2 separate regions of the Hordeum vulgare genome follow, and region 2 is linked to region 1. A link is a contact called in public Hi-C data. All regions are on one chromosome and are shown on one strand. The core of a region is the stretch at or near the end of the contact, and the rest is flanking DNA. Distances in the headings are between cores, read along the strand shown. Region 1 holds the start of LOC123413457 (65-kDa microtubule-associated protein 1-like). Region 2 holds the start of LOC123413493.

Region 1 (6,144 bases), core at 2,568-5,067:
TCTGCGGAGACAATCCAAGAGCATCTTCACTCTACTTGAAAGAACCTTCAAACAGATCACTTCAAAAGCAAACTTCCATGTTCATTTAAGGTACCTCCCAGGAAAATTAAATCTAGAATGCAAACAAAACAAGCACCTCCGATTTCCTAGGAATCTTGAAATGAAACACCAAAATATAGCCACTCAAGAATCACCTCCGCCATGAGCATGTCCACACAGTTTACAACATGGTAATATGGCACAATCATTTTCATATGATCTGACATGTATAGGATGCTAGGCGAAAGCAAATATATCCGGATAGACCTAGCAAACCTTTTTCCAACTTCCACTAATTCTTATCGAGTCTGACCAAGTATGAAGGAACGGGATCAAAAGCAAAAATAACAGCTGAATTTTGACTGTGAACTGTCTCCAACCCGTTGTTTTTCGCCGCAAAAATATAAACACCTTGAACTGAACAGACCAAGCCAAACTAAAACCACAACCATCAATCTCTCGTTCGGATCATGTCTCCACTGAAGCAACTAAACCGACCAGACCAATCCGCCATAACAAACAGAAATGAAACCAAACGAACTGCTCCACCTCCACGCATCTATACCAACAAAGCTCGTTATTCGCGCCAAACATAATCTCCATTTCTCATCACAACCTTAAATCAAATCATCACGACCATGATAATAATATAAAGGATAAGACGCGACCCTAGATCAGATCACAACCAGAGCATGATGGATCCCTAAATCAGATCAGAAGTCAACAACAAAACAGATTAGCCACGACCAAAGCAGCAAGGTTCAGAAGAACAGGGTACCAATATCAACGGAACAGACGAGGAGAAACTATGTGATAAGTGGTGTTGAAACTATTAGCACATATTAGACGCTCCAAATACGCTAGTACAGTTCAATGTAAACTGGCTATGTGGTAAAAAATGACATATTAGATGATACAGTTAAGTTTCTTTCAGTAAATAACCCTATATCCCCCTCCCTCACACCACCACACAACACACAGAAATTTGCTATGTATGTAATCCTTGAAACTGCTTTTACTCTAAGCATGGTGTGCAATGTTGAATGCTAACATGTACAATGACCTCTCTGTTGAGACAATGTGAAGATTATCTGATATCCACTTCAGTATGGTTTCCTAAGACTTATGAAGCAGAAAGTAATTTCATCTTCCTAACTTCATAATTAATACAAGTAGTATGCCTTTGGTTTTGCTCAGTTGCCACTTTCCAAATAATTATAATTCAAATGCAGCTGTTGATTTTTCTACTGGTGATGATCCATGGCCAATATTCAGATTACAGAAGAAATACAACTTACCAGGAAAATCAGCCCCTTTAAGTGCGTAAGTGGTCTGAGGAAAATTGGGGAAGTAGGAAGAGATCAGTGAGCAGCAACACCACCTGGTTTACCAACTCACATACCCACAAAACTGGAAAAAAATCCACGCGACCTGACAACAACAGCACATCAGAGAAATGAGGTTCTCCAAGGGCTGCCGGTGGAAGGTGACGCTGCAGATCGAGCCGGGAGGCGCTCCGGTGGTGACGAAGGTGGGGCCCGGTCGGATCCGGGCGGATCTCGCCTGGGTGGATCCATTTTTAGCGGATTTGTCGTGGAGGCGGTCGGATCCGGCGAGATTGAGGCCGACGGCTTCATGGAGGTCCCTGTCCAGGAGAAAGAGGGAGAGAGGTGAGAGGAGATCGAGAAGGATGAGAAGGGAGAGGGGCGAGGCGGCGGAGCGGCCAGAGGTTCGGAAGGTACCAACGGCGGGGCGTGGCGGAGTTGTGGGATCGCTGGCGAGGCGGCTGGCGGGCGCGAGGGGAGCGATGGCAGCTTACCCGACGGCCGGCGCAACACCGGATCGACCGTCGCCTGGGTCAGGCGGGGCGGGGAGGGGCGGGGCAGGAGGTGGCCGGAGAGTAGCGTGCTCGTGGCCGTGGTGGAGGACGGGGCCGGAGAGAGGATACCGCGATGGAGGACGATCCCGTGGTGGAGGTGGATAATGTGAGCTGGGGTGTTTTTTTTAATAAAACTGAAACGTTTTTTGTTCACTCAAATCAGGAGTGCGGATTGAATACCCAATACATCAGGGGCTTTTTTACAAAATGCCCGACGACGGACGACAGAAGCGCTGCGCGCTTTATTGTTAGGGGAGATAAACCAGAAGCGGAGTCCCACATCTAGTTGACCAACAAAAACAACTATGTGATCTTTTTTTTTCTCTCTCTCCTCTCTCTTGTCTCAACCACGCACCTTTTTTTGTGATTATAAGGGTTGGATGGTTCCGTGCTGCATTATTGTCCATACAAATCTATGAACGGATACAATGTATGATTTGGGGTTAATGTTCGAGATGCACTTACGTCCCAACTTGCTTGTATTGCAGGTAGACCTTTAAAACAAAGTGTTGAATGTTTGGCTCTTATATCATCATCCGCGGACATCTGAGAATGCATCCGAACACAAATATTGTGTCCATTTGTGGGATGGCGTTGGAAATGACACAAATGAGGCGAGACGAGATAGATGAGTTCCCATGATGCGTGGAACCGGGCGCAGGGAGAGAAAAATCGGATGCAGAAAAAACATGCCCACCCTTTCATCTCCAAATCAGATGAAGCTGAATCTTTTTCTAGCGACCTATGCTCGAAAATTGCTTTTGGAGCCCGGCCTCTATGGTGATCTTTAAATTTGAAATTCAAAATCCATGAAAATTCATATTTTTACATTTTTTTGAAAAAGTACAGAGATAAGTGAGGGCGTAACACACATGTGTATAAATTTTCAGAAAAAATACGTTAAAATAAGGTCTATATAAAAACTAAATCCAAAACTTTTTAACACATGATACTATTCATCATACAAGGTCATTAATTTGTTTTCTATGCAGATCATATCTTTAGGTATTTCATCCTAAAATCTAGACACATGCACGTAACATTTTTCTTTACTTGTATATTTTTTTCAGATTTTTCAAATCAAAAATTGTAAATTATAATTTTTTTCAAAATTTCGAGTTCTATGGAGCTCGGCCTCCAAACGTTCGTTCTCCTGATGCTCGTCTTAAAACCGTACCAGTGCAAACCAATCCGTGGTTGGATGGTTAGAAGGACTGTGGTATCCCTTGTCTACCAGAGTTCAAGTCACATACTTGACATTGATCTTTGCATTTTCCTGAATTTACTTCAGGTCTTCCAGTGATGTGTTTTCTAGCCTATTAAAGATGCTCATAGGGGTAAGGTATGCGTGCGTTTATAGCAATAAGTATACGCTCGTATAGGTGAACGAATTTGATTGTATTCTGTAAAAAAAAACCCGCACCCCCTAAGCCCTTCCCGAACGTGAAGGAGCATCGTGGTTAATCACGTGGGTACAAACAGGAGAAGCCAGAGAGATACCTAAACCCAAAACCGCACTGAAACACCGCTGGAAATGCGGAGACCCGGATCGCAACGAGACAACTCTGACTGGTCAAGGCCACCCTCAATCCCTTGATTTAACTACAAGCAATCCACCATTTCGTTTCGTTAATAACGCCGCCCGAGGGCACCAGACACCAAAATTTCACGCATGGAATTTACAGCTCCCCAAGCCGCCCGTCCGTCCTCCTCTCCGCGCCGCGCGGGCCCACCGGCCGCATTATTCTCCCCCGTACCGTTCTTTCACCGACACCCGCGGTAAGAAACACCACCCGGGGCCATCCGGGCCGTCCGATGCCCCGACCGCTCGCATCCGGCGGCGGGACCGCCGCCCACCTACCCCCATTAATTGGGCTGGCCGCCCCGTCCCGCGGCAGCATCACCACTTCAGGAGCAGCAGCAGCGAGGTCCAGTCTCAGCTCAGCTCACTCTCGCCGCTGCTTGCTCCCCTCCCCCAACCCTCGCCAGCGGCGGCGAGCTCCCCTCCGGCGACGAGGCTCGAGGAGTCTACGGTCAAGCCCCGTCCGTCTCAATCCTGCGCGCTCCGGTGCGGCCGCCCGTCGTCCCCGCTCGCGCCGGCCGCGTGATCTGGTGAGAGCCTTTTTTTTTCCTCTGCTTCGCCTTCTCTTCTTCTCCAGTTCTCCTCCTCGTTCACGGTGGGGTTGGAGGGGAGTCGCTGGGGGACGGAGATCTGGGGGTGCGGACCGTAATGGCGGCGCTGCGTGCCGGGGGTTTAGCTGGGAGGTGTGCCCGGTGGGGGATCTCCACTTCATGCTCCATCTGCGTGATGGCGCAGCATTCTGGTTTGGGTGCTGAGACCGAAGTCATACGAGAATCAAATTGTTTATTTTCGGCGGTCGATTCGTGAGAGCTGACTGCTCAGATCGCGAACTTCTGGAGCTGCTTGGCCAGACGAGACCGGTCAACTGCCTTCGGGTTTCCGTGTTTTGGAGTCGGATTCTAGGGTTCCTGGATGTTCTTGGATTATTGCTGGGTTTAAGGCCAGATATACTACAGTATTAGATTCGGTAAGTGGGATCCCCTAGCGTTTAGGCGTTCAGATGTCATTATTGGTGGCCATGATTGGGGTGCTCTACTCCAGTAGGGCCATCTAGGCTCTATTTTTAATTATTAGAGTGCTGCTAATTTGGGGATAAGTTTATCATTAGTTAGTGATATGGCTCACGAATGCGACACTTGCAGTGCATGTGAGATTTAGTGCCTACCATGGGCCGACGTGGTTGTTTGGGCGGGTTTGGTTCGATTAAGCGTTCATGTCGTCAGGTTCAGAAGTGCATTTCGTGTTGAGAGTTCTAGTTTGGTATGCAAGATTTATTCTCAAGCGATGCTCCTTACTTACAGGTTGTTCTGAAATGGCCGGCGGCATTACCTGTGGATCCTTGCTGCAGAAATTACAGGTATGCGGCACTTTGCAAACTGCAACAAGGTTTTTTGTTTTGTTTTGTTTGTCAACTTGGTTTTGTGCAACTGATGGTGACATGCTTCTTCTATGAAATCTCCCTGCTATAGCTTGTGTGGGATGAAGTTGGTGAGAGCGACGAGGACCGCGACAAGGTCCTGTATCAGCTGGACCAGGAGTGCCTGGATGTCTACAAGAGGAAAGTTGATCAGGCCACCAACTCTAGGGATCTCCTTATCCAGGCGCTCGATGACTCGAAGATCGAGCTTGCCAGGCTTCTTTCTGCTCTTGGGGAAAAAGCTGTAGCGAGAACCGTAAGTTCATATTGTCACAACGCTTAAGGATTGCTGGTTGATTTTCATCCTAGACAATTTTGTGGAGTGCATGCATGATACATTCTAGTGCATATTCAGTGGAACTAGGAACTGACCAACAAAGCTTTTCTGTAATAGCAGTTCCCACCTCATTCTTTTCCTCTCGATGTGCATGATATTGATTGTCATAACTCAGAAGTGAAATGACACTTTGAATCTTAGAGCCATTTTTTTAATTATGAAAGTAAATCAAGAATTATGAATGCATGCAGCCTGAGAAGACATCAGGGACAATCAAGCAACAGCTAGCTGCTATCGCTCCAACACTTGAGCAGTTGAATAAGAAGAAGAATGAGAGGAAGAGGGAATTTGTCAGCGTACAGTCACAAATTGATCAAATATGTGGTGAGATTGCTGGCACCACAGAGGTCGGTGAGCAGGTGGCTACACCACAGGTCAACGAGGATGATTTGACACTTGAGAGGCTTGAAGATTTTCGGTCCCAACTCCAGGAGCTTGAGAAAGAGAAGGTAATACCCACTCCTTCCCTAATTTATTTTTGTTTTTTACCTGGTCAAAGAGAAAAATGGTTTATTATGATGTTTTGACTATTTCTTCGCCGTTGATTCCCAATGGCTAACAAGAGTTTCTACGCGCTTGAAAACTGGTTTGCAGAGCAATAGGTTGGAGAAAGTTCTTGAGTATGTAAGCATGGTGCATGATCTATGTACTGTCTTGGGGATGGATTTTCTCAGTACCGTGACTGAAGTTCATCCCAGTCTAGATGACTCTATTGCTGATAACTGCAAGAGCATCAGCGATGATACATTATCAAAACTTGACAAGACAGTAGCCACACTTCATGAAGATAAAAAATTGAGGCTAAGCAAGGTAAAAACAAAAATCACATTTCTTAAAATCTGAAGCACATACCTATTTTATTACATGCACAATCTCATTAATGGCTTATT
Region 2 (6,938 bases), core at 2,072-4,571, 260 kb before region 1:
AATGCTCATATTACAAAGGCCACAATTGCCATGTCGGCATGCTGCGGGGAATGGGGGAGCATTCGTAACACTAAAATGCTGCAAGTTCAGTCAGGGGGCGAACCTTCAACTACAAATGAGTATGGTGGCATTCTACCTATCAACTAAAAGTTGCTTTGCCCAGCCATCGTGGAGGTTTCAGCGAAGGCTTGATTCCAAGCTTGGTCAGGAAGATTGTGTAAATTATATGCAGTACGAAGACAAAGAATCCACAGTTAAGTAGAAGCTGCCAAAGACAGGGAAGTTACTTTCTGAGCTGGCTCATGCTATAAGTATAATTTGGCCGATTAAAAATTACCAAATTACCAGTGTCCCAAAGATCACATATATTGCATCCATGGATGGAATTGCATTCACACCAGCTGCCGCCAGAATGTACGTTAAGGAGGCATGCACGTTAACGGTTATCTGAAATGATTAGTAGTTAGTGAATTAAATTGAAGAATATTTTCTCAACTGAAGAATCACTGAATAGAGTTGAATAGACATACCAATTGAAGAATATTTTCTCGTATCAGGAACGATGACAGTAACACGTATCCACAAGCTCCCACCGCACGGATCTGCAAAGCAAACTGTCAGCTGAAATTCAATTTAAGGACTAAAAATAGGAGTAGCAGAAATGTCAGCTGGAAAGGATACGTCATGCACGCCGCCGCCCTTAGACATGGTAGCGTGCCACCGTTGTGTCAGCTATGTACCGTGTGGTGCGGAAAGGGGGGAGGGGGTGTTAAGTTCTGAAAAGTGGGGGCCAGTGGGGCGGTGTAGCATGTGTTGGGCTGTTGCCTATATTAGCCTGTTTGTTATGCAGAAACAACTAAGTCCGAATTGAGGAATAAAGCTCTAAATTCTCCTCATACTTCCCACTTGTTCTCATTCTGCTTCTTCCCCAAGTCAGAAGAACTAAGAGAGACCTCACGTCGGCAATCACACCGGAAAGGGGGTGTTACATGATCACTGGGCGAAATTTTTGATATGGATTTAGTTTTAAGTCAATCTAGATCTTAGTATCTATTTCTTACCGAATGATCTTGAAGTTTCTTATTAGCAAAACAGGCTGTTTATTTATTTCTACCCAATGATTCTGAATTCAGATGTGGACCTATGAACTACCCTCACTCTCCTCACGGACATGAGCTTATGCACCAGCCTCTATTGTCTCTCGACTCTTTCCCACCTCTGTACTCCTGTGACGAGGAAGTTTCGTCTAGTCATATTAGACATCATGTGAAGTTAAGAAGAAATACCAACTGGCAATGCGTTGCTTGCCAGAAGAGATATCAATTGCAGTTTGCTACATCCTATGTTAGAAATAACAAAAAGAACATAAGCTTGTTTGGTACTGGATATAATTTGCTTGGTAATTTTTTGATAAGGACTAGCACAAAGGTAACCCTCTATTGTGCAAGCAAAGAAAATTCTTCCAAAGGATATCTAACAGGTGTACAAGAAAGAACACAGAGATTTGCAACTATTAAAATCATGAACTAGACAATTTTATTCATATTTTCAAATAGAAACTACATAGTTATGTCAAACATTACGAAAATATCAATGGCCTAACTCTATATAGAATCTTTCACAAGGTAATGTTGTCGAGTTCCGATCCAAAGCTACGAGGCTATGTGTAGTCCATATGTCATCAGCAATACATCTATAGATATGAAATACCAATTGAGAGAAGATACTTACAATTGAGCAGATTATGATGGAAGCAATCCAATCGGTCTCCAACCTGATGACAGAGCAGGGGAAAAATGTTACGGTTACTCAAAGTCAATAAAAATCGGTTGGAAGTAACAGCTGCATATATGCACCTCTGAAGCAAATCTATCATTAACTTTTAGTGACATATATACCAACACTAAAAGCGAAAGCTTCACCTTTCCTCACCTCCACATAGTACCCATGGCTAGACCAACTATCCCATGCATAAGCTGCAGGAAAACAAGCCCAAGAAATGTAAGAATGTCCCGAGTCATAACGAATGACCGAAGGGTTCTTTTAATCTTTCAAGTCCCAAAGAAGATACAGAAATAAAATGGAACAGTATGTACAGAGAAGCTAAGAGAAAAAGGGTAAATTACCAACACCAAAACTTAAGTACCCCCTCCGATCCATAGACAATTAATATGGATCGGAGGGAGTACTAAAATAAATAAATAAAATACTGTTGTTCGATGATTGATGAATGCTAAGTTGTTAACCCTTACTGTTGCAGCTTGCCATCTCTACTTATACAATTTTTTCACTCGGAATATTGATTTCTTTGAGTGCTAAGATATGCTGATTTTAGTTCCAGGATATGGAGCCATTATTCGTTTCAATACCAATGATCTTGAAGTTGAAGCCCCTGATTCAACACCCGATTGCAGCACCAACATCAGTTAGTTTCAAGGTAAATATGTGAGTTGCCAAATTTAAATGTTCTGAACCAAACACATGCCATTGGCACAACTATGATATGAATCATTTGCCACACAGGAGATACTTACCAGATAAGTGGATGCTTTGACAGGGCCAGACAATGTGAAGAGCAGTAGAACAGTAGCCACCTGACGAGGCAATGCCATAAATGAACTAAACTAAACTAAAATACATGAAAGCTATATACAATGCCACGTGAACCATTTGATCAGACTCACCATAGTTTTCCTACCAGCTCCTAACCCCCATCTCAAGGAGGAGATGACTATCGGCAATGGGAAAAAGCAGCTGAAGTAATTCTGCATCAGCAAAAGAAGGCAGCAGCTTCATGCATCAACAGTCAAATAAATGGATTTATAGAAAGACCAAAGAAACAGAGCAACATTGCACGCCGGAGTGGAAGAAGGACGCGGACCTCGATGGCGAGGGAGTTGCTGAGGAAGTAGGCGAGACCAGCAACGGACGCGAACATGGCGCACTCGACGAGCCGCCGTGTCTTGGTGAGCGCATTGTCCAGGTCCACGTCCTCCTCGTCCTCATCCACGCCCCGACGTTCCTCTCCGGGGGCGGCTCGGCTGACGGCGGCCTGGAGCGGCGGGGTCCGGGTTCGGAGCGCGGTGGCGGTGAGTGGAAAGGAGAGCTCTGGTAGCGGAGAGGCGGCCAACCGGCGGGGGAGGGCGTGGTGGAAAGGCGGCGGAGACGGGGAGAAGCGTGGGCAAGGATGGAGGCGAAGGCGAAGCATAATAAGAATCCGACGGCGGGGGAGACGGCGACGTGCCCGGAAAATGGCCGGCGGCGAGGCGGCAGGCGCGTGGGGGCGAGGCGGAGGCAGAGGCAGAGGCTGCGATTCGTTTGCGATAAGGATCGGACGGTGCCGGTTAAGTCTCGCGGTGATAAGAGGAAACCACGCGCCATGGCTGGTCCGTCCGGCCTGAACACAAAAACGAAATGCCACTGCTACAGCTACAGCTGCCGACCGCGTGCTGCGCCGCCGCGGCGTCGGCCCCCTTCTCGTTCTCGCGGCCGCCGCCCTCCCGGCTGCGCGCGTCGCACGTCATCTTCGCCTTCCCTCGCCTGAGGAAATACGGCCGCCGGAGCCGCGAGCCGGTGCCCACCACCCTCGACGACGACGAGGACGAGGAGGCGGATGAGGACGACGACGACGGCGTGGAGGAGGCGGTTGACGAGGACATCTTTCTCAAGAACCGGCCCAAGCCGGCCGGTTTCGGCGTGGGGAAGACTTACACCACCGACGTTGAAGAGCAGCTTCTCCGGGAGATGGGCCTCGGCGGCGCCGGGCGCAAGAGCAAATCGGCTCCGCCCAAGAGCGTCAAAACCAACGGCTCGGCCACAGAAACCAGCGCAGGTGAGCTTCCTCTGCGTTCTCATCAGCTGACATTGTTTGAATCATCGACCAATTAACATGCCATTGCTAATTTGCTATCACTATTCATTATGGATAACACACTACAGTGCAACATTTCATCAATTTTTCTTTTCTTGTGAAGACGACACAGATACTTATGCAGCTAATATACAATGTTCTACTCCCTCCCTTCCTAAATACTCTCTCTGTCCTGAAATAACTGTCTTAAGTTTGTATTAGCTTTAGTATAAATTTGTACTAAGCTTAAGACACTTATTTTGAGACGGAGGGAATATAAATCTTTTTAGATATTTTCTTAGGGACTACATATGGAACAAAATGAATGAATCTATACTCTAAAATATGTCTATATACATCCGTATGTAGTCTACTAGTGAAACTTTTAAAAAGACTTATACTCCGTATTTAGGAACGAAGGGAGTACAGGAATATTTAGTAAATTACACGACGTCAAAAGTCAAATCGCGGAAGATAATTCACCTCGTGGGAAACTTCCCATTTTAAAACATAAAGAAAAGAAATAACTTTTGTATAGTATTACAAGGGCCAAAAACGCAGCCAACTAGTTAAATAAAAATGTGAGGCAGAAAATGCAAAGTTCTTTTGCTTTGCATTGAATAACTTTAACGATTGTTGAGAAATGCTCAGTTCCTACCAGCAACAATAATTCTCAGTTTCTCACAGTTTTTGGTTGCTTGGTCGTCTAAGTCTAACACCAACCTATTATTGGTAACTTACGACTACACATGATCTCTACAAACACTTTGTACACTATAAGTCCAACTTCCAAGGCTAGTGACAAAAGCATGTTCAGAAACTACCTCATGGAGTTTCAGTACACCTGAAAGTGAATGTCGATATGATCCAATTTATCTTTTGCTCTCGGTGTAATAATATCTGGAGTTAATAAATTTATATTTGTTTCTTTGTTATCCACACTCCTTAGTAGATAGCTCAGCTTTGCATTTTGGAAACCTTTTGAAATCATTGGCACTTCATTTTGAGATTTAGCTGCTGTGGAAGGTTTCGAAGAAATTATTGTTGAACATAAGCCTGATTTTCTCGGTGAATTTCCTGTACGTTGTCACAGATGTCAGTGATGATGGCGTTCATGTTCGTATTTGGAACCTCCCGAAAAAGAAGAACATACATAAGGACCTGAACCTGGCTTTCAAAGGGTTTCCTGGCTTGGTAACTATAAACCCAGCAAACTCTGGAACTAAGAAGACCCGTGATCCTATTTGCAAGGGTTTTGCATTTGTCAAACTGGAGTCAGTGGACGCTGCAACGAGGTAATTTATTTTCTCATCAACTCTTTTGACATTCTTGTGCAGTTGTTTGTTTCTTCACAAATTCCTTTCTGCTATCTATTGAAATTCCATGTCGAAATTGGTTGTTCCTTACTTTATTGCTTGGTACTTGTAGAATTCAAAAAACAGTGCTGTTAGCTCATTGGTGAATCTCCCCAGTACAGTGTATAGAAAACACCTAAACCATGTGCCATTCCCATCTCATCAATGAAGAAAGATTTGCTGATGTTGCTCACTGTTAGCTGAATCTGCTGTTCATCCAACATTGCTGAAATAACTAAAGTACAGCCATCAGCACTATCTTAGACATTCTTATTTTTTTTTCGAGAAAGCGCAAATGACATTTGCGTTTTTATCATTGAAGAGGCAGAGTTTGGGTTACATGTCCTCCTAGGAGGCACCAGTTACAAAGCAAAATCGATAGAATTTAGTGGACATCCCAGGTCTGTGGGAGAACTACTCTAAGTCCACGGGCGCCCGCGTTGGCCCAGGCAGTGGCCTCCTCCTTGATGTTGCTGAGTAGTTGCAGCGAGGAAGGCTGGGCCCCTTCGAAGGCGCAAGCGTTGCGGTGTTTCCAGATCATCCATGGCACGAGGAGGGTGGCGGGCGCGAGGCCCTTGAGCAGCGATTTCGGCGTATTCTGCCTGGCCTGCAGCCACCAGTCCATGAGTGAGGCCTCATAGTCTGGTGGGGTGGCGGTCATCCTGAGCCAGGCAAGGATCTCATGCCAAGTTTGGCGAGCAAATGGGCATTCTAGCATCAGGTGGCGCATCGTTTCTGGGGCTTGATCGCAGAGCAGGCATCGGGGGTGGTGCTGCATTCCGTGGCGCGCGAGGCGCTCCGCTGTCCAGCATCGGTCCTGGCAGGCCAGCCAATGGAAGAATTTGACCTTTGGGGGAGCCCCAGTCTTCCATATAAGCTTCCAAGAGGAGCACGTTTTGGAGCCCTGGAATGTTGCTAGGTAGGCAGAATGCGCGGTGTAGATGCCGTTGGACGTCCACTTCCAAGTTAGCCTGTCTGGTTCGGTTGAGAGCGTGACTTGCTGGGCAAGTTGCCAGAGCTGCAAGTATTGGCCTATCTCGTGGACGCCTAGAACTCCGAGAATGTCTCGGGCCCAGGAGTTGCCAAGGAGACCCTCAGCCACTGTCCTGATCTTGTGTCGTCCCTTCGGTATGCATGTGTACAGCTGGGGCATTAGTTCGCAGACGGACCTGCCATTAAGCCATCGGTCCTCCCAGAAGAGGGCAGCGTTGTGTCACGCCCAAGATGCGACCCTATCCTCAATTTGGCACGAGGGCCTCGTCAGGGATAGAAGCGCATCTCGTCGTGTCGCAAGAATGGATATCGTTACAAGACATGTACTGAAAAGATGATATATATAAAGAGTTGGCTTAAACTCGCCACAAGCTACATCAGAGTCACATCAGTACATTACATAATCAGCAAGAGTAAGAGCAGGGTCCGACTACGGACGAAAACAAACGACAAAAGAAGAACGACGTCCATCCTTGCTATCCCAGGCTGCCGGCCTGGAACCCATCCTAGATCGATGAAGAAGAAGAAGAAGAAGAAGCAACTCCAAATGAACATTCAACGCGCTCGCGTCAAGTAACCTTTACCTGTACCTGCAACTGGTGTTGTAGTAATCTGTGAGCCACAGGGGACTCAGCAATCTCATTTCCAAAGGTATCAAGACTAGCAAAGCTTAATGGGTGAGGTATGGTTAAGTGGTGAGGTTGCAGCAGCGGCTAAGCACATATTTGGTGGCTAACTTA

The links. A called contact is a pair of places that touch in the nucleus more often than the background predicts.
Region 2: a contact with region 1 is called in a Hi-C map of seedling, with 4 times the contacts expected there. The contact joins the promoter of LOC123413493 here to the promoter of LOC123413457 in region 1. A contact is called at or near these places in 2 of 6 Hi-C or Micro-C datasets (leaf and seedling) and 1 of 1 datasets of contacts at active chromatin or transcription factors (embryo).

What each region holds. Positions count from the first base shown.
Region 1 is chr7H:139,700,375-139,706,518 of MorexV3_pseudomolecules_assembly, reverse strand. LOC123413457 (65-kDa microtubule-associated protein 1-like) reads left to right here and starts at 3,817. Exons shown (of 9, transcript XM_045106394.1): 1 at 3,817-4,030; 2 at 4,802-4,857; 3 at 4,970-5,173; 4 at 5,446-5,703; 5 at 5,849-6,064. The coding sequence starts at 4,813. It overlaps LOC123411409 (a long non-coding RNA gene), which reads right to left and starts at 1,435. Exons shown (of 2, transcript XR_006613259.1): 1 at 1,338-1,435.
Region 2 is chr7H:139,958,540-139,965,477 of MorexV3_pseudomolecules_assembly, reverse strand. LOC123413493 reads right to left here and starts at 3,321. Exons shown (of 8, transcript XM_045106433.1): 1 at 2,882-3,321; 2 at 2,685-2,765; 3 at 2,535-2,594; 4 at 1,933-1,976; 5 at 1,732-1,774; 6 at 531-602; 7 at 346-447; 8 at 1-265. The coding sequence starts at 3,208. The coding sequence ends at 140. It overlaps LOC123413491, which reads left to right and starts at 3,397. Exons shown (of 3, transcript XM_045106430.1): 1 at 3,397-3,832; 2 at 4,944-5,145. The coding sequence starts at 3,415.